2 separate regions of the Nomascus leucogenys genome follow, and region 1 is linked to region 2. The links are chromatin contacts, called in public Hi-C maps. All regions are on one chromosome and are shown on one strand. The core of a region is the stretch at or near the end of the contact, and the rest is flanking DNA. Distances in the headings are between cores, read along the strand shown.

Evidence for each region. A called contact is a pair of places that touch in the nucleus more often than the background predicts.
Region 1: a Hi-C map of an unstated tissue shows a contact between it and region 2, with 2.7 times the contacts expected there. The contact joins the promoter of DNAJB12 here to the enhancer-like site in region 2. A contact is called at or near these places in 2 of 4 Hi-C or Micro-C datasets (a lymphoblastoid cell line and an unstated tissue).

The regions. Positions count from the first base shown.
Region 1 is chr18:22,392,790-22,398,527 of Asia_NLE_v1, reverse strand. It overlaps DNAJB12 (dnaJ homolog subfamily B member 12), which reads left to right and starts at 3,862. Exons shown (of 9, transcript XM_030798200.1): 1 at 3,862-4,202. The coding sequence starts at 3,968.
Region 2 is chr18:22,163,567-22,168,728 of Asia_NLE_v1, reverse strand. ASCC1 (activating signal cointegrator 1 complex subunit 1) reads left to right here. Exons shown (of 10, transcript XM_003271218.3): 8 at 4,150-4,274. Among named protein-coding and RNA genes, the nearest start is that of SPOCK2, 45 kb to the right of the region's middle. Within about 2 kb of position 2,083, the one cell type or tissue checked has an H3K27ac peak away from gene starts, as active enhancers do. A contact at or near this core is called in a lymphoblastoid cell line, where this site is marked.

The DNA.
Region 1 (5,738 bases), core at 2,613-5,112, 230 kb before region 2:
GACTCTGTCTCAAAAAGAAAAAAGAAAAAGAAAGAAACAGCTTAGGGACCAAGCTGAAAAGCAGAGGGGGGCAAGGAGAAGAATGCAAAACTACAGCATAAAGGGCCCCTACCACAAGCAGCCCGCTTCTCCACATCCTTACTGATCTGGACCCTGCCAATCAAGCCAAAGCACTGACCCACAATTTAAATAAGACTTTGTCATTTTATATGAATTGTAGGAAAAGAGGAGGGCTCACCCGCCAGTAGTTGGCCAATCACAATCCAGTTCCCTAACACAAGAAAATGACAGACTTTCTTTTCTACTTGAGTGCCTTCTTCACAGTGTGAAGTACAGTCATACACCACATCATAACATTTTGGTCAACTACAGACGACATATATGACAATGGTCCCATAAGATTATAATGGAGCTGAAAAAGTCCTATTGCCTAGTGACATTCATAGCCATCATAAGGTCATAGCACAATGCATTACCTTTTCTAGGTTTAGATACACAAATACTTCCCATTGTATTCGGTACAGTAATGTTCTGTACAGGTTTGTAACCTAGAAGCAACAGGTCATACCTTAAACCCTAGGTGTGTAGTAGGCTATACCATCTTAGGTTTGTATAAGGACTCTATGATGTTCGCACAGTGATGAAATCACCTAACAACACTTTTCTCAGAACATATCCCCGTCATTAAGTGACACATGACTGTATCTTGTAGTCAGCAGGAGAAGACAGGCCTCATGATAGGAAATGGAAGAGAAGACTTCATGATTCTTAGCAGGAGACAGGAAGATGGAAATTGTCGTGCTAGGTCAACAAACCTCAGAGAGGCTGTTTGAAAAGGATCCCAGCATTTATCCATGGACACATTGGGGACCTATCAATTTGTAGAGAACTTAAATTTCTCCAAGTGTAGGACTGTCTTATCAAGGAGGGTCTGTACCAGGCCAGCATGGAGTTGTAAGGGTTTGCATTGGAAAGGGAAAAATGGGAATGGAAAGGAAGGTTGGATGTGAAAGAATTTTCCAAGGAGCATGTATAGCTGAGGATGCCAGGGCCTTGCTTCTTTCTTATGTGTGTATTTATTTATTGAGACAGGGTCTGACTCTGTGCCCAGGCTAGAGTGCAGTGGGGCAACCATGGCTCCCGGCAGCCTTGACCTCCCAGGCTCATAATCCTCCTGGGTAGCTGGGACTACAGGCGCATGCCACCACACCGGGCTAATTTTTGTGTTTTTTTAGTAGAGATAGGGTTTCACCATGTTGGCCAGGCTGGTCTTGAACTCCTGACCTCAGGTGATCCACCCACCTCAGCCTCCCAAAGTGCTGAGATTACAGGTGTGAGCCACTGCGCCCAGCCACCTTTACTCTCTTGAATCCATTCCTGTTGGGTTTTCACCCCTAACACACACTAAAAGCAATTTTATGGCCAGGCACAGTGGCTCACACCTGTAATCCCAGCACTTTGGGAGGTTGAGGTGAGAGGATCACTTAAGCCCAGAAGTTTGAGACCAGCCTAGGCAACAAAGTGAGACCCCATCTCTAAAAAAAACTTAAAAAAAAACTAGCCAGGTGTGGTGGAGCACTCCTGTAGTCCCAGCTATTCAGGAGGCTGAGGTGGGAGGATTGCTTGAGCCCAGAAAGTTGAGGCTGCAGTGAGCCATAACCGTGCCACTGCACTCCAGTCTGGGTAACAGAGTGAGACCCTGTCTCAAAAAAATAAAATGAAATAGATAAAAGCAATTTTGTCAAAGTCAACACTGCCCTCTACACTGCCAAATCCATTGGTCATTTCTCAGGTTTCACGTTGCTTGGCCTCTCCACAGGATATGACAAGTTTGACCCCCCTCCCTCCCTCTTTTTCTAAAAAGCTTTTTGTAGAGACAGGGGGTCTCATTATGTTGCCCAGGCTGGTCTTGAACTCCTGGGCTAAAGCGAGCCTCCCACCTCAGCCTCCCCAAGTGCTGGGATTACAGGCATGAGCCACCACACCTGACCTACTCATTTCCTTACAACCTGCTTCTTCACATTCTCCTTTCCTGGATTTTCCTCCTCTTCCAGATCTTTAAATGTTGGCATTTCGTGAGGCTCAGTAATCAGACTTCTGCTCTTCTCCATCTACACTCACTTCCTTGGTGCATATATATATACCACAGCTCACTGCAGCCTTGACCTCCCGTGCTCAAGCGATCCTCCCACCTCAGCCTCCTGAGTAGCTGGGACTATAGGCGTGTACTACCACACCCAGCTAATTTTTTATTTTTTTGTAGTGATGGGATCTCACTCTGTTGCCCAGGCTGGTCTCAAACTCCTTGCCTCAAGTGATCCTCCCACCCCTTGCCTCCCAAAATGTTGGGATTACAGGAGTGAGCCACTGTGCCTGGCCCCACAATTATATTTCCAGCTCCTTTTTGCCTAAACCCTACATATGTACAACATCCTAGTCTATATCTCTGCTTGATTCTAAAAAGCATCACAAACTGAATCAAACACTTAATATTCCCCCACCAAACTGCTTTTATAGTCTTTTCCATTTCCTTGTTTTAGTAAATAGAAATTCTCTTCTTCCAGTTATCAAGCCAAAAACATTGGAATCATCCTTGAATCCTTGCTCTCACAGCCCACATCCATTGCGTCATTCTGTCTTCAAAATATATCCAGAATTTTACTACCACTCACCACCTCCGCCATCACCCTTATCCAAGTTACCATTAATTTTCACCTGTATTATAATAGTAGCTTCCTGATTCTCATCCGGATTACTGTAGTAGCCTCTCACCAGATCCTGCCCGAAAGGCCAAGCAATGTAAGGGCTGACAGATGACTAGGGGATTCGGCAACGTGGAGGTCACTGGTAACCTTCACAAGATTGCTTTCACTGGAGTGATAGCCCTCGAAGAACGGGATAATGATAGAACTGGATTACACTCTGTAGTAGAATCTTTTTTTTCTTTTTTTTAGGTGGAGTTTCGCTCTTGTTGCCCAGGGTGGAGTGCAATGGTGTGATCTTGGCTCACCGCAACCTCCGCCTCCCAGGTTCAAGCGATTCTCCCGCCTCAGCCTCCCGAGTAGGTGGGATTACAGGCATGTGCCACCATGCCCGGCTAATTTTGTATTTTTAGTAGAGACGGGGTTTCTCCATGTTGGTCAGGCTGGTCTCGAACTCCTGACCTCAAGTGATCCGCCCGCCTCGGCCTCCCAAATTGCTGGGATTACAGGCGTGAGCCACCGCGCCCGGCCTGTAGTAGAATCTTTATGCTCCCTAGAGTGTATTCGCCTTCTTGATCCTGTTATAACTCACCAAGAGAATTCCCTTTTCAGAGCCTTTGCACTTGCTGTTCCTCTGGCCCGACCACCCTTCCTCCGGACAGTCACATCTACCTGTTATCATTCCTGAATTCTGGTACCTGTTAATGACAGCTTCTGAGAGGTTTCTTTTATCGCGCTATTTAAAATAGCGCCTCCCACTCTCTATCCCTGTGTTTTCCATAATTTTTCTTCAGAGCTTTTATCACTATCTGAATCTATCTGGAGGGCTCCCCCCGCCTACACACACTGGAATGTAAGCTCCATGAGAGCAGAGGTTTTGTTTTGTTCATCCCTGTATCCCCATAATAAAACCATGCCCACAAATAGTGGGCACTCAGTATCTGTTCAGTGAATAAATAACCTTCATCTGAAACGTATATAGTTACATTACGTATATAGATCACCACTTAGTAAACCGTCTGGGAATAACAGGCACTCCGAAGGCCCCAGTCTCATCCCTACGGCTACCACGTGACCTTCCTGAGCTTGGGTTTCCTCCTGGGGAAGATTAGAGGGTTGGCGCATACTCAATTCTAAGACCTCCGGAACATGGAATCTGGGCGTGCACCATTATTGACACCTACGCCAGCCATCCCTTTCTTAGAAGACATACGGTAGCGCTGCCACCCTCGCTCAAATCTCGGGAAAGGAGGGGCGGAGGGTGGATGTCATCACTCCGCGCCCGGCTGCCCGCGACGCGCCGGCGGGTGGCGCAGCCCTTCGCTCGCCCGGCCTCCCCCTCCCTGGTTCCGCGCTCTGGTTCCGCCATGGAATCCAACAAGGATGAAGCTGAGCGCTGTATCAGCATCGCCCTCAAGGCCATCCAGAGCAACCAGCCCGACCGGGCGCTCCGCTTCCTAGAGAAGGCACAGCGGCTGTATCCGACGCCGCGAGTTCGTGGTGAGTGTGAGGTGCCGGAGAGACTGGGGACATTAGAACTGATGGGGGGAACACGGGAACGGACCGACTGGAGCAGTTGGAGGAGGGGGAGGGGTGGCGAGGCGCGGCTACGCCTGCGCACTGAGGTGCGCGGTGGCTGCTGGGAGGCGTAGTTTTTCCCTCGAGCTCCTCTGCGGGATGCGAGCCGTCTGGAGACGCGGGCGGCCGAGACTTCAGCTTTCGGGGTGCTGGCGGAGCTCCCTGGGGTTTGAGGTCTCCGAGAATGAAACGCGCTGGCAGCCGGGACGAAGGGAACTTACCTGGAAGTGAACTCGAACTACTTTTCCCAAGGGGCCGTTCGGTGGCCCAGGCCAGTCGCCGGCCTGGGAAATATTATAGTTCAGGAAAATAAACATAACTCCTTTGAGGGGGAGAATGGGCGCTAGACAGGGAGAAACTTCTGTCCTTCGGGCGCCAGGGAAAGGCGCTTCTGTATCTTCACTCCCTCTCACGTCTCGGGCTGAGGGTCAGGGACCACTCTCCCAAAATGCGAGCCGGCCTTTGCACCCACCCCAGTCCGCCGCCTCGGACTGTCCTGAGGCCGGGCCCCTCACTCCTGCCGATGATGAGATTCGGAGCGGGTAGCCTGGTGGGAGGTGCTGACCTCAGCCACTGCCAGTCCTCCATCGCCCGCAAGAGTCCAGCGGCGGCCGGCCATGTGGACGCCGAGGCTGCTGAGTGGCCCTGGACAGGAGCCTCCTGAGCCAGGGAGGGAAGAGTGAAGCTGGCTTTACAACTCATCACCTCGCTTCACCCGGGAGCCCTTTCTTTTTTCTTTAACCTAAGTTTTCCAAGGAGTTTTTCTTAATCCACGCTAGAGGGGAGAGAGACACCGGGTGGTGCTTGTGATCAGCACTTAGTAAACCGTCTGGGAATAACAGGCACTCCGAAGGGCCCAGTCTCAGCCTGACGGCTACCACGTGACCTTCCTGAGCTGGGGTTTCCTCCTCGGGAAGATTAGAGGGTTGGCGCAGATAATGTGATTGGCAATAATACCCATAGGGCTTTGCAGTTTAGGAAGCTCCTTCCCCTGTGCCTTCTCACTTGAGCCTGCCAGTCAGGGAGGCAGAGCAAAGATCATTATCTTTATTCTATGGGTGAGGAAAATCTCTGAGGTAAGGGATGCCCAAGACGACACAGCTAGAAAGTGGAAAGTTCTGTGACTCTGTAAATGTTTATGAAAGAAAAGAAATGAAATTGAGGAACAGCAGTCAGCCTCCTAACCGGCCCAGCCCGCCTGATGAGATTGAGAAAGCGGAGGCCGGGCGCGGTGGCTCAGGCTTGTAATCCCAGCACTTTGGGAGGCCGAGGCGGGCGGATCACGAGGTCAGGACATCGAGACCACGGTGAAACCCCGTCTCTACTAAAAATACAAAAAAATTAGCCGGGCGTGGTGGCGGGCGCCTGTAGTCCCAGCTACTCGGAGAGGCTGAGGCAGGAGAATGGCGTGAACCCGGGAGGCGGAGCTTGCAGTGAGCCAAGATTGCGCCACTGCAC
Region 2 (5,162 bases), core at 834-3,333:
TGAGGCAGGAGGATAGCTTGACCCCAGGAGTTCAAGGCTGCAGTTAGCTGTGATTGTGCTACTGCACTCTAGCCTGGGCAGCAGAGTGAGATCATGTCTCTTAAAACAACAACAACAAAAAACAACCCTCGGTTTCCTATGGCCTACCAAATAAGAGTCCAATCCTGCCTGACCCATGTGGCCTTCACAGCTTGGCTTCAGCCTGCCCTTCCCTTTCTACAGATTTTCTCCAGTCCTTGAATGTGTTGTGTTCTTTGACATTCAATCTCTCATATACTCAGGAGAAACATTCTTTTAGAATCACCTTCACTTCTTCGACTCCCTTATACCAGGGAATCTCACTTCTCACCACTTCCAGTGACACTGTCCCAGCCATCTGGGTGATTGCCACAGCCTCCTAACTGCCTTCCTGCTTCTATCCTGCCTCCACTGCTGTCCGTCCTCCACACAGCAGCCAGATCATGTCAGTCTTCTGCCGAACACCCTCCAAAAGCTCCCACCTCACTCTGTAACTACTGAAGTCCTTCCACGGGCCTGAGAGCTTTGGCTAACCTGGGCACACCTCTCCGACCTCGTCAGTTCTCTCTTCCTAATTTCACTGCAGATACTGGCATCCTTTCTGTTCCTCAGTCCTACTGTGCCTATGCCCGTCTCAGATATGTGTATTTGCTGTTTCCTCTCTCCAGAATGCTTTTCCCTCAGGTCTCTGTCAAATGTTACTTTATTAGGGAGACCGTTCCTGATCACTCTACTTAACATAGTGCACCCACCACCATTCACACTCTACTCCCTCTCTGCTGTTTCATCTCCTTCAAGGCATGTGGCACCCTGAGGTGTGCATGTGTGTTTGTTCATTCCTCCTACCGGAATGTGAGCTGCACAAGGGTGGGGCTTATTTTGTTCACTGCTGTGTTCCTATCACCTATGAACACACCATCCTTTGAGGTCTTGTTCTGTCCATTTCCCCTATTGCCTGGTTTCCTTTTCTTTCTCTGTTGGATAACTTCTTGTCAGTAAGCATTTTCAACTTTTTGTCCTCATGGAAAACACACACAGCCCTCACTCAACTCTGTATCTTCAGATTCCCCAGGTATTCGTTTCTCTCCTTCAAGTTTCTTGACAGAGTTATGTTCACTTCCTGCCTTCCCTCCTCTCTTTCTCCTCCCTTGGTCCCCCGTCACAAGATTTCTACCCCCAGTGTGCCAGCAAAACTGCTCTGATAGAGAACTCTAATTGTGAGAAACAAGGAGGCATATTTTTGCTTTTTTTCTTTTCTCGAGTGTTGTACTGTATGGTTATTCCTTTTTTCCTGCTTGTAATTCTCATTTCAGCCTCTCTGAAGTCTTCCTGTTCTTATTTCCTCATCCTTAACAGTTGTTTTGCTGGTTCCCAGGTGGCTGGGACAGTGGCACTGGAAGTGGTGAGAAGTGAGATTCCCTGGTATAAGGGAGTCAAAGAAGTGAAGGTGATTCTAAAAGAATGTTTGTCCTAAGTAATTGAGAGATTCAGTATCAAAGAACACAATACATTCAAGGACTGGAGAAAATCTGTAGAAAGGGAAGGGCAGCAATGAAACAGAAAGGCCGGCTGAAGCCAAGCTGTGAAGGCCACATGGGTCAGGCAGGATTGGACTCTTACTTGGAAGGCCATAGGAAAATGAGGATTGTTTTTTGTTGTTGTTGTTTTTCTTTTTTTAAGACACGTGATCTCACTCTGCTGCCCAGGCTAGAGTGCAGTGGCACAATCACAGCTCACTGCAGCCTTGAACTCCTGGGGTCAAGCTATCCTCCTGCCTCAGCCTCCCAAGTTGCTGGGACTACAAGTGCATACCACCATGCCCAGCTAATTTTTGAAAATTTTTTTGTAGAGATGAGGTATCGCTATATTGCTCAAGTGAGTCTTGAACTTCTGGCCTCAAGTGATCTTCCCTCTTTGGCCTCCCAAAGTGCTGGGATGACAGGTGTGGGCCACCATGCATGCGCCACTACCACCTGGCTAATTTTTGTATTTTTAGTAGAGATGGGGTTTCGCCATGTTAAGAGCATCTATCCCATGCTTTTAACTACTGTTGCTACACTGGCAACTCCCAAATCTGTCATTTGCCTAGATTTTCTCCTGGGCTCCAGGCCTGTATTTCCATCTCTCTTCCTGGACATGTCCTACTTGCATCCTGTGCCACATGTGCAAAATCCTGCACAGTATTAACCTCCTCCCCAAGATGACACAGCAGAACAATAAGCAGTTGCTTCCCCACAGCCTCCCACCTTGGTTAATGAACCACCTGGTCATTTTAGGAGTCATTCTCAACCACTTCCTCTCCCTTAACACAGGCAGATCCAAATGGGCACCAGCTTCTCTCTCACATAGCTCTTGTGAACCCATTCCCTTGTCTCAGTTCTCACTGCCCCACCATAGTTAAGTCAGGGTGTCCAATCTTTTGGTTTCCCTGGGCCACATTGGAAGAAGAAGGAATTGTCTTGGGCCACACATAAAATACACTAACACTAATGATGGCTGATGAGCTAAAAAAAAAAAAAAAATCATACAAAAAATTCTTACAATGTTTTAAGAAAGTTTACGAATTTCTTTTGGGCTGCATTCAAAGCTGTCCTAGGCCATGGGTTGGACAAGCTTGGTTTAGATCTTCATCATCCCCTCCTCACCCCCTTTATTTTTGAGATGGGATCTTGCTCTGTCGCCCAGGCTGGAGTGCAGTGGTGCAATCATGGCTTAATGCAGGCTTAAACTCCTGGGCTCAAGCAGTCTTCTTGCTTCAGCCTCCTGGTAGCTAGGACTGTAGGCACATGCCACGATGGGTGGCTAATTTTTAAAAATGTTTTGTAGAGACACAGTCTCACTATATTGTCTAGGCTGGTATCAGACCCTGGCCCAAGCAATCCTTGCGCCTCAGCCTCCTAAAGTTCTGGGATTACAGGTGTGAGCCACCATGCCTGTCCCCATTTCCCCCTGTATAGTGCAGTCCTTAGGAATAGGGACTCTGAAGCCAGACTGCATACATTCTAATTTTGTTTTTCTTTTTCGTTTTGTTTTGAGATGGAGTCTCACTCTGTCACCCAGGCTGAAGTGCAGTGGCACAGTCTCCGCTCACTGCAGTTTCTACCTCCTGGGTTCAAGCAGTCCTCCTGCTTCAGCCTCCCAGGTGACTGGGATTACAAGCATGTGCCACCATGCCCAGCTAATTTTTGTATTTTTAGTAGAGACGGGATTTCACCATGTTGGCTAGGCTGGTCTCGAACTCCTGACTTCAATTGATCCACCTGCTTCAGCCTCCCAAGGTGCTGGGATCACAGGCATGAGCCACTGCACCCGGCCCCTTCTAATTTTGGATTTGCCACTTAGTTTTGTGACCTTGGTCAAGTTTTGTAACTACTCTGTGCCTTGACTTCTGTATTGGTAAATAGGGATAATAATTGGTTATGAGGATTAAATGATTTAACAGATAAAAAGTGCTTAGAACAGTGCCTGACACATCGTGGTGATGTTGACTGTTGAAGTAGCCACCTAGCTGACTGACCTCTGTAGCTGTTCCTTTTCTAAAGCCCTTCCCACTCTGCTATTGAGTCAGCTTTCAAAAATGGACATCAGACCACATTATTCCCTTTTGAAAGTCTTTCTGTGGTTTCCCTAATCTGACCACTACTTATAGACTTAGCTCATCTCCATTGTCCCTTTCCTCTTACTCTCTGTCATAGCTGTATTGTAAATAATTGACAGTTTTTTGAATATGCTGTGATCTTGCGTGCCTTGGCATCTTTGCACATGCTATTTCTTCTTCTACTTGAAGTGCCCCTCCTTCCCTGGCGTTATTTGCAAATCTTTAATGATAGTTCCAGACTATGTCTAAACCTCCTGTGGAAACCTGGCCCTCTCCAGGTAGAGTTGATCACTCCCTTCACACTCACCATAATATATTGCCATCATTTATTTCTACTATCTGTTAAGCAGACAAACAAGACTGAGCTTTAGCTCCATGATGGTGGGAGATGAGTCCTTCTTCTTCCTCTTGTGATGCAGGGCTTTGTATAGTGATTAGCACAGAGCACAGGATCCATAAACATTGTTGAATTAGTAATCGCATGTTCAGAAGTTTACTAAGATTTCTGCACTACTTTTCTCCAATTTCTCCAGGCTGCAAGAATTAGTTGATCGAGTGCTGGAACGTTTTCAGGCATCTGGACTAATAGTGAAAGAGTGGAATAGTGTGAAACTGCATGCTACAGTTATGAATACACTATTCAGGAAAGACCCCAATGGTAAGTCCCCCAGAGAACTATAGCACAGTTTGTGATCAGCGGCATTGTGGCATCTCTGAGGTTTACTTAGAATGGGCTATCAAAGAATCTCTGATATATCTTCTTTTTTAGACCTTTTAGCTTATTCTGATGAGCATAGTAGAGGTGGGCAAGAACATATATAGCATGGGACTGTGCCTTCCAGATCTTTTATTTCTGTCACACATAGGATTGCCATATTTAGCAAATAAAAATACAGGATGCTCTGGTAAATTTTATATAAACAGTGAATAAATTTTTGGCATAAGTATGTCGCATGCAATACTTGGTGGCTTTTTTTTTTTTTTAAAGAGAAAAAAGGAAGGTGAGCTAGTAAAAGTAAATGTTAAATCAGTGTTTCTCAACTGGGGGTGATTTTGCCCCCAGATGACATTTGGCATTGTCTGGAGACATTTTTGGTTATCGTAGTTAGGGAGCTGGAGATGGGTTGCTGCTGGCATCTAGTGGGTGCTGTCTAACACTCTACAATGCGTGGGGCGGTCCCCCACAACGAAGAATTATTCTTCCCAAAATGTCGTAGCACAGAGGTTGAGAAACCTTGTGTTAAAATAATTTTTTTCTTCATGGACTCTGAGCCTTTTTATAAAAATGCCTTGTTTTAATCCTTGATTTGGGATAGTTGTTTATTTCAAAAAGAAGTTTTCTTTTCTCCCTGTCCCTATCTCCAAAGTGAAAGCTTCTCTAGTACAGTCAGCATCGGATCAGGAGTCACACATTCAAGCCATATGCAACTCTTCCTTCCAAGACTCGTGGTTCAAAATACACTAGCAGCACCAAGATCACATATTCTGGTTTCATTTCCTTTCCTGGGCCCTGACCTTGGTTTTAGAAAATCTAGTTGGGGGCCAG